Linked DNA regions of Sus scrofa: region 2 is linked to region 1. Evidence: chromatin contacts called from public Hi-C data. All regions are on one chromosome and are shown on one strand. Each heading gives the region's core, a stretch centred on a gene start, on an enhancer-like site or on the middle of the called end of the contact. The rest is flanking DNA. Distances are from core to core; before and after follow the strand shown.

The links. A called contact is a pair of places that touch in the nucleus more often than the background predicts.
Region 2: a contact with region 1 is called in a Hi-C map of embryonic fibroblasts, with 4 times the contacts expected there. The contact joins the promoter of SLC2A6 here to the promoter of GTF3C5 in region 1. A contact is called at or near these places in 1 of 5 promoter capture datasets (liver) and 1 of 47 Hi-C or Micro-C datasets (embryonic fibroblasts).

Annotation. Positions count from the first base shown.
Region 1 is chr1:272,742,217-272,744,916 of Sscrofa11.1, forward strand. GTF3C5 (general transcription factor 3C polypeptide 5) reads left to right here and starts at 1,311. Exons shown (of 11, transcript XM_021070913.1): 1 at 1,311-1,778. The coding sequence starts at 1,629.
Region 2 is chr1:273,074,049-273,076,748 of Sscrofa11.1, forward strand. It overlaps SLC2A6 (solute carrier family 2, facilitated glucose transporter member 6), which reads right to left and starts at 1,407. Exons shown (of 10, transcript XM_003353701.4): 1 at 1,201-1,407; 2 at 514-676. The coding sequence starts at 1,292.

The DNA.
Region 1 (2,700 bases), core at 61-2,560:
GAAGCCCTTGTGCCTGGCCTCCTCCAGCTCCTCCACCATGTGCTGCTGGTGGACTCCTCCCAGCGATCTGAGTGGGCTTCCTTTCAGGCTCCCAGCCGATGACATATACCTCACATTCAGATTACACATTTTTCTTTAAAAAATGTATTTAGTGGTCCCTGCAGTCATTTATTCGGCCTTCTTAAATCCATCTAGAATAATAACATAACTTTTTGATTCAGGAGTCATTTCAGAAACGTGGGGTATCCATTCCCAAGGAGTCTCTTTTATCTCCTAACGTCCTCGAATCCAGTCCCTTCTTTCCATCCTCACTGCCACTTCCCCCGGCAGCATTTCGTGCCTGGATTATGCAACCTCTCTCCGGTGGTTTATCTGAGTCTGCTTTTGGTGTCTCTGGTCTATTCTCTACACAACAGCCACAGAGGAGTTCCCTGGTGGCCTAGCAGTGAAGGGTTCAGGGTTGTCACTGCTGTGGCTTGGGTTCGAGTTCAGGCTTGGGGACTTCCACATGCCACAGGCACCGCTAAAACATAAACAAACAACGCCAAGGAAACAGCCAAAGAGTCAAATGCATAAATCAGATTCCCGCACTCCCAGCACAAAACCCTTCAAGGGCTCTCCATTGCACTCAGAAAAAGCCAACCCGTTAGGTAAATCGTTTTAAGGATCTGTTTGGCCTTTGTCGACCTCTGACCCTTCATCTCCCTCCACTTTGCTCCTTCAAGTTTCGCTTTTTGTCACTTCCTAGAACGGCCCCCAGTCGCTCGCTTCGGGGTCTCCTCACTTCATGCTTCGGTGAGGTTTGAGTGGTGCCCAGCACACAGCAGGCGCTAAATAACTAAGAAACGAAGGACGGACGCCCGCCTTAGTCCGCGCGGGGAGCGCTTCCGCGTTTTCTGAGAGTGGAGGTGGGCAAGCATTCAAAGTGCATTTCCAGATCGCGCTCTCCATGTCCAGATCGGACTCCTCGCGGCCTCCGTGCGCCGCTAAAAACCACATTCTGGGGCGGTCAGCGGGAAAGGGAGGGAACCCACCCGGGAGGAAACCCACTTGGCGGACCCGGGGTCCGGAAACCCATTGCTTACTGGGACCTTTCCACGCAGGAAGAGCGGCCGGAAGTTTGCTTCGGACACGCCCCCATCTATTATTGGGTTAAATCCCAGGAAGGGGCGGGGACCCAACCTAACCCTGGTTCATTATTGGCTAAAACCTAAGGGAGCCAAGGAAGGGGGCGGAAACCCGGCTTCGTCTTGACTCTTCATTGGCTAAAAAGCTCGGCTCGGCCCTCGGGTTCTCATTGGCTAAAGTCGAGGGCTGGGTGGTGTCTTACAAGCGTCGCCGTCCCTCGGGTTGGTGGGAGAGACAGGCCCTTACCCCGCCCCTTGGGCTCCAACCCTCTTCATTTAAAACACAAAGTTGAGGATCCAGCGGGTGTTAACTCCGAAGTCTTAGGCCCTTCCTTCGGGCCTTTGCTCCCTGAGGACTTCGAGCCTCGCGCAACTCAGGGATTTGGGGAGGCGCGAGCCAGGAGGAGGCCGGAACGATTCCTTCGCGGAACCTTTGGGGCGAGGCCTCTGGGAGCGCGAGGACAGGAACGGACCGCGGCGGACCCGACTAGACTGGCAGGGATGGCGGCGGCGGCCGACGCGGGGCAGGGGGGCGCCGTCTCGGTGGACCTGCGGCACGAGCGGCGCATGGTGTGTGTGGAGTACCCGGGCCTGGTGCGCGACGTGTCCAAGATGCTGCTGACCCTGGGCGGCGAGGAAAGCGTCTCCCGGGTGAGGAGCGTGGAGTCTCCGGGGTCCACGGGGCGGACAATCGCGGGACAACGGCCAGAGGGGCGGGACCACCCAGGGACGCGAGGTTTCCTTGGCAGTGGAGCTTGAGGCTGGCTCTGCAGCGGCCAGCGGGCGGGGATTTGCTTCTGAGACCACTCGGCGTGGACCGTTTTTTCTTCGCGGGCAGAGGGCGCGTGAAAAGAACCATAGGGAGACGCAGAGAGGGTCTCCCATCCTCGGATGAGCCGCAGCTTTGGCATTTCTGCCTTGAGCTCAGCTCAGCTGCAGCTCCCCGCTTTCTGCCACCGCAGGATGTGCTGGACTGCCACATCCTCATTTCACGAAGCAGAAAACTGAGATATGGGAAATTAGGAACCGTCGACCTAAGTGAGAGGGAGGAAGGAAGAATTATGTTATTTAGGCTAAAGGTAGTCAAAGCTAACAACTTACTCTGTACGAGCTACAGTTCTAGGTGCTTTACTTAAAACATGATCCTCACTGGAACCCTTCCTGGTAGGAAGTGTCAGTGTCTGAATTTTACAAGGAAACTGAAACAGCTTGTTCAGATTCGCCCAGCAAAGAGTGGAGCCGAGATGAATTCTTAGCTTGTGCAAAGAAAGCTCAATGTAAGGGCTTTACACGAACCAGATCTTGAAGTGTCTCCTCTTGAGAGAGTTGTTCCCTGATGGCCCTCACTAAAGTGGCTGCTAGCAGTTAATATCTGCCTACCCAACCTGCTAATTCCAACCTGAAGTTATTTTAACGTGTTAATTGTCTGTCTTGGACTCTTGGCTCTGAGTCTGTAAATTCCATGAGAGCGGGACCTTGTCGCTCTCGTTCACACCTGTGGTCTTAACATCCATAGTGGTGCCTGCTTCCCAAACACTTGTCAAATGCATGATTGAATCTTCACAACAATCTA
Region 2 (2,700 bases), core at 157-2,656, 330 kb after region 1:
CAGGCCTGGCACATACTGAATGCACAGTTCACGTTGGGTGTTAGATCTCAGCTAATTGGTCGTAGTTGTAAATCTGAGGCTGCTAAGATTGCAATTCCAGAATCCTGGGACTCTGGGGACCTCTGCTCCTCCTAACCAGGTGTCCTGGGACCCCCCCCCTCTTGGCCCAGCTGCGCTCTTTCCATTGGTACCTGATGGCCCTGCCTCTCCTCATCCAGGGAGGCTCCCGGTGTGCGTGGGGGGGGGTCTCCACTCAACCTGACCCAGCCGAGGCCTTGAGGACGTCTCCCCACCTGCTCCTTCCCACCCCTTCTCCTCCGTCATCTTCTACTTCCTCTTTTTATTTCAGGGCCATTCTCTGGCCCTGCCCCCCAGCCTGGGATGGGTGGGGGAGGGGCACATCGGGGCCCCAGAGGGGGTCCCAAGGCTGAGCTTTCAGGGGGTTCCCAGCTGGGGACAGAGCTCAGTGGGCCCCCTGCCCTCCCCCTCCCCAGCTCGCAGCATGGCTCTTACCCCAAACCAGGATGCCTGGGTTTTGGTCAGACTCAGGTTTGGATCCAAGGAGTGCTCCAGGGCGGGGATGACAGGGGACGCATAGACCAGGGAGTACCCGAAACTGAAGTTGCCCAGCACAGCGGCGAAGGCTGCCAGCAACACCCTCTTGCTCTGCAGGACCCTGGGGAGGGGGGTGTAGAGGGATGAGGATTTTGGAGTCCCTCCTCAGCTAACAGAGCACAACGGCTACCCACTCCAAGGGCAGTGCTGGGGAGGGCTGAGCCCAGACGGTCAGACGGCCACCTCTCAAGCCTGAGCACCGGCTTCCTTGGGAAGTCGCCAGAGCGGGAGGACAGTCCCCATCGCCGTGGCCGAGACCCCGGTGCTGGAGTGCTGTTTCTCAGAAGAGGAGGCTTGGTTTCTCCTCCCAGCTTTGCCATCCATGGCTTGCTGTGTGACCTTAGGCAAGCCCCTCGCCCTCTCTGGGCCTCATTCGCCCTGTTTCTGCCAACTAGGGGCCAGGCCCAGTACTCGGGAGACCAGCTCCTTAAACAGGACTAGAGTGTCTGGGACAGGAAGGGACCAGATGGCCCAGCCACTCACTGAAGGTCAGTGAAGGCCCAAGGTGGGCGCCAGCCGCCGACTGGAGGGTACCAGGGCCATCCCCAGCCTCCACCCGCAGCCCCCATGCCGAGCGACTCTCACCCGACTCGCGTCCTCTCCCCTGGTGACGGGGGCGGCTTCTCGGGGAAGGTGTCATAGTCCGGGCCCTCGGCTCCCAGCAGCGGCTCCTGCATGGCCCGCCTCTCCCGTCAAGGTGCGCCGCCGCCGAGGGGCCGGGCTGTTCTGGCCGGAGGCGCCTCGGGCTGCAGCGGCTCGGAGCTCACGGCCAGGCCCACAGCTCCGCCCCCCGAAGGCGATTGGCTGCGGGGCGGCCCTGCAGAGCGGGCGCGGGCCAATGGGGTGGCCGCGAGCCGTGCGGATGCTGAGGATGCAGGCGCGGAGCTGGGGTGGGGCCGCCGGGCTTTCCCCGGGCAGGCTCCGGTGCTGAGCATGGCGCCGGGGCGGGGTGGTCGGACTTTGCCGGGGCGCGGCCTCCCGCGCCGGGCGGAGTAACCCAGGCGGGGCGGCAGGGTTTTCCCTGGAAGTCGCAGGCCCTTCCTGCGCCCTTGGAGGCCCCGGGGCTCGCCGAGAAGATGGGAACCCATCAGGGAGGAAGCCGTTTGAAGGTCGTGCGGGGCCTGGAGGCAGAGCCCTTCCCTGTTCGTCTGTGTCCACGTGGGGGTCCGAGCTGGGTACCAGCACTGTGGTGCAGACAGCCTCCCACCGGGTCCCGGCTGCTACTGGGCAGGAAGGAAGCTGAGGCTCAGAGAAGCGCTGTGACTCGCAAAGGCCACACAGGGAACACTCGTCTCCTTCCAAAAGTAGGCTGTGGCCTCCGCCTTGCGCTCGACTCCCTCTCTGCCTGCCGACTCGCGTCGCCCTTGATGTGATGAAATCAGGCTCCAGAGTATCCAGGACAGCCACAGACGAGGGTGTGGCGTAAAGGAGGGGGAGCCAGGGGTGACCGTGCCAGTGGCCGAGACTTGGGTTTTTCACGTTTATGACCACAGAAATAACTTGGGCTTATAGCAAATCATTCAAGTAATAAGATAACGTTTAAAAATAGGAAAAGCGGGGCGTTTCCATTGTGGCTTAGTAGAAACGAATCTGTCTAGCATCCATGAGGATGCAGGTTTGATCCCTGGCCTCGCTCTGTGGGTTAAGGATCTGGCATTGCCATGAGCCATGGTGTAGGTTGAAGATGTGACTTGGACCCTATGTTGCTGCACGTGTGTGGCACAGACCGGCAGCTACAGCTCTGATTCCACGCCTAGATTGGGAACTTCCATAAGCCTCGGGTGTGGCCCTAAAAAGACAAAAAAAGAAAAGAAAGAAAAACAGAAAGTGAAAATTCCCTGGAAGCCCAGCCTCAAAAAATAACTGAATCGCTATTTCCCACTCTCTCCTTGGACGTTTTCAGAGAAGAGCCTCACCCTGCGGCAGTGCAGTGTCTGGTCCTTCTCATCCCATGTTATTCTGCACATTTGCCCATTGAGTGTGTGTCCAATCGTGTGACCACCTCACACTGCTTTTTGTTTTTATTTTTTTATTTATTTTTTTCATGGCTGCACCCGTGGCATATGGAAGTTCCTGGGCCAGGGA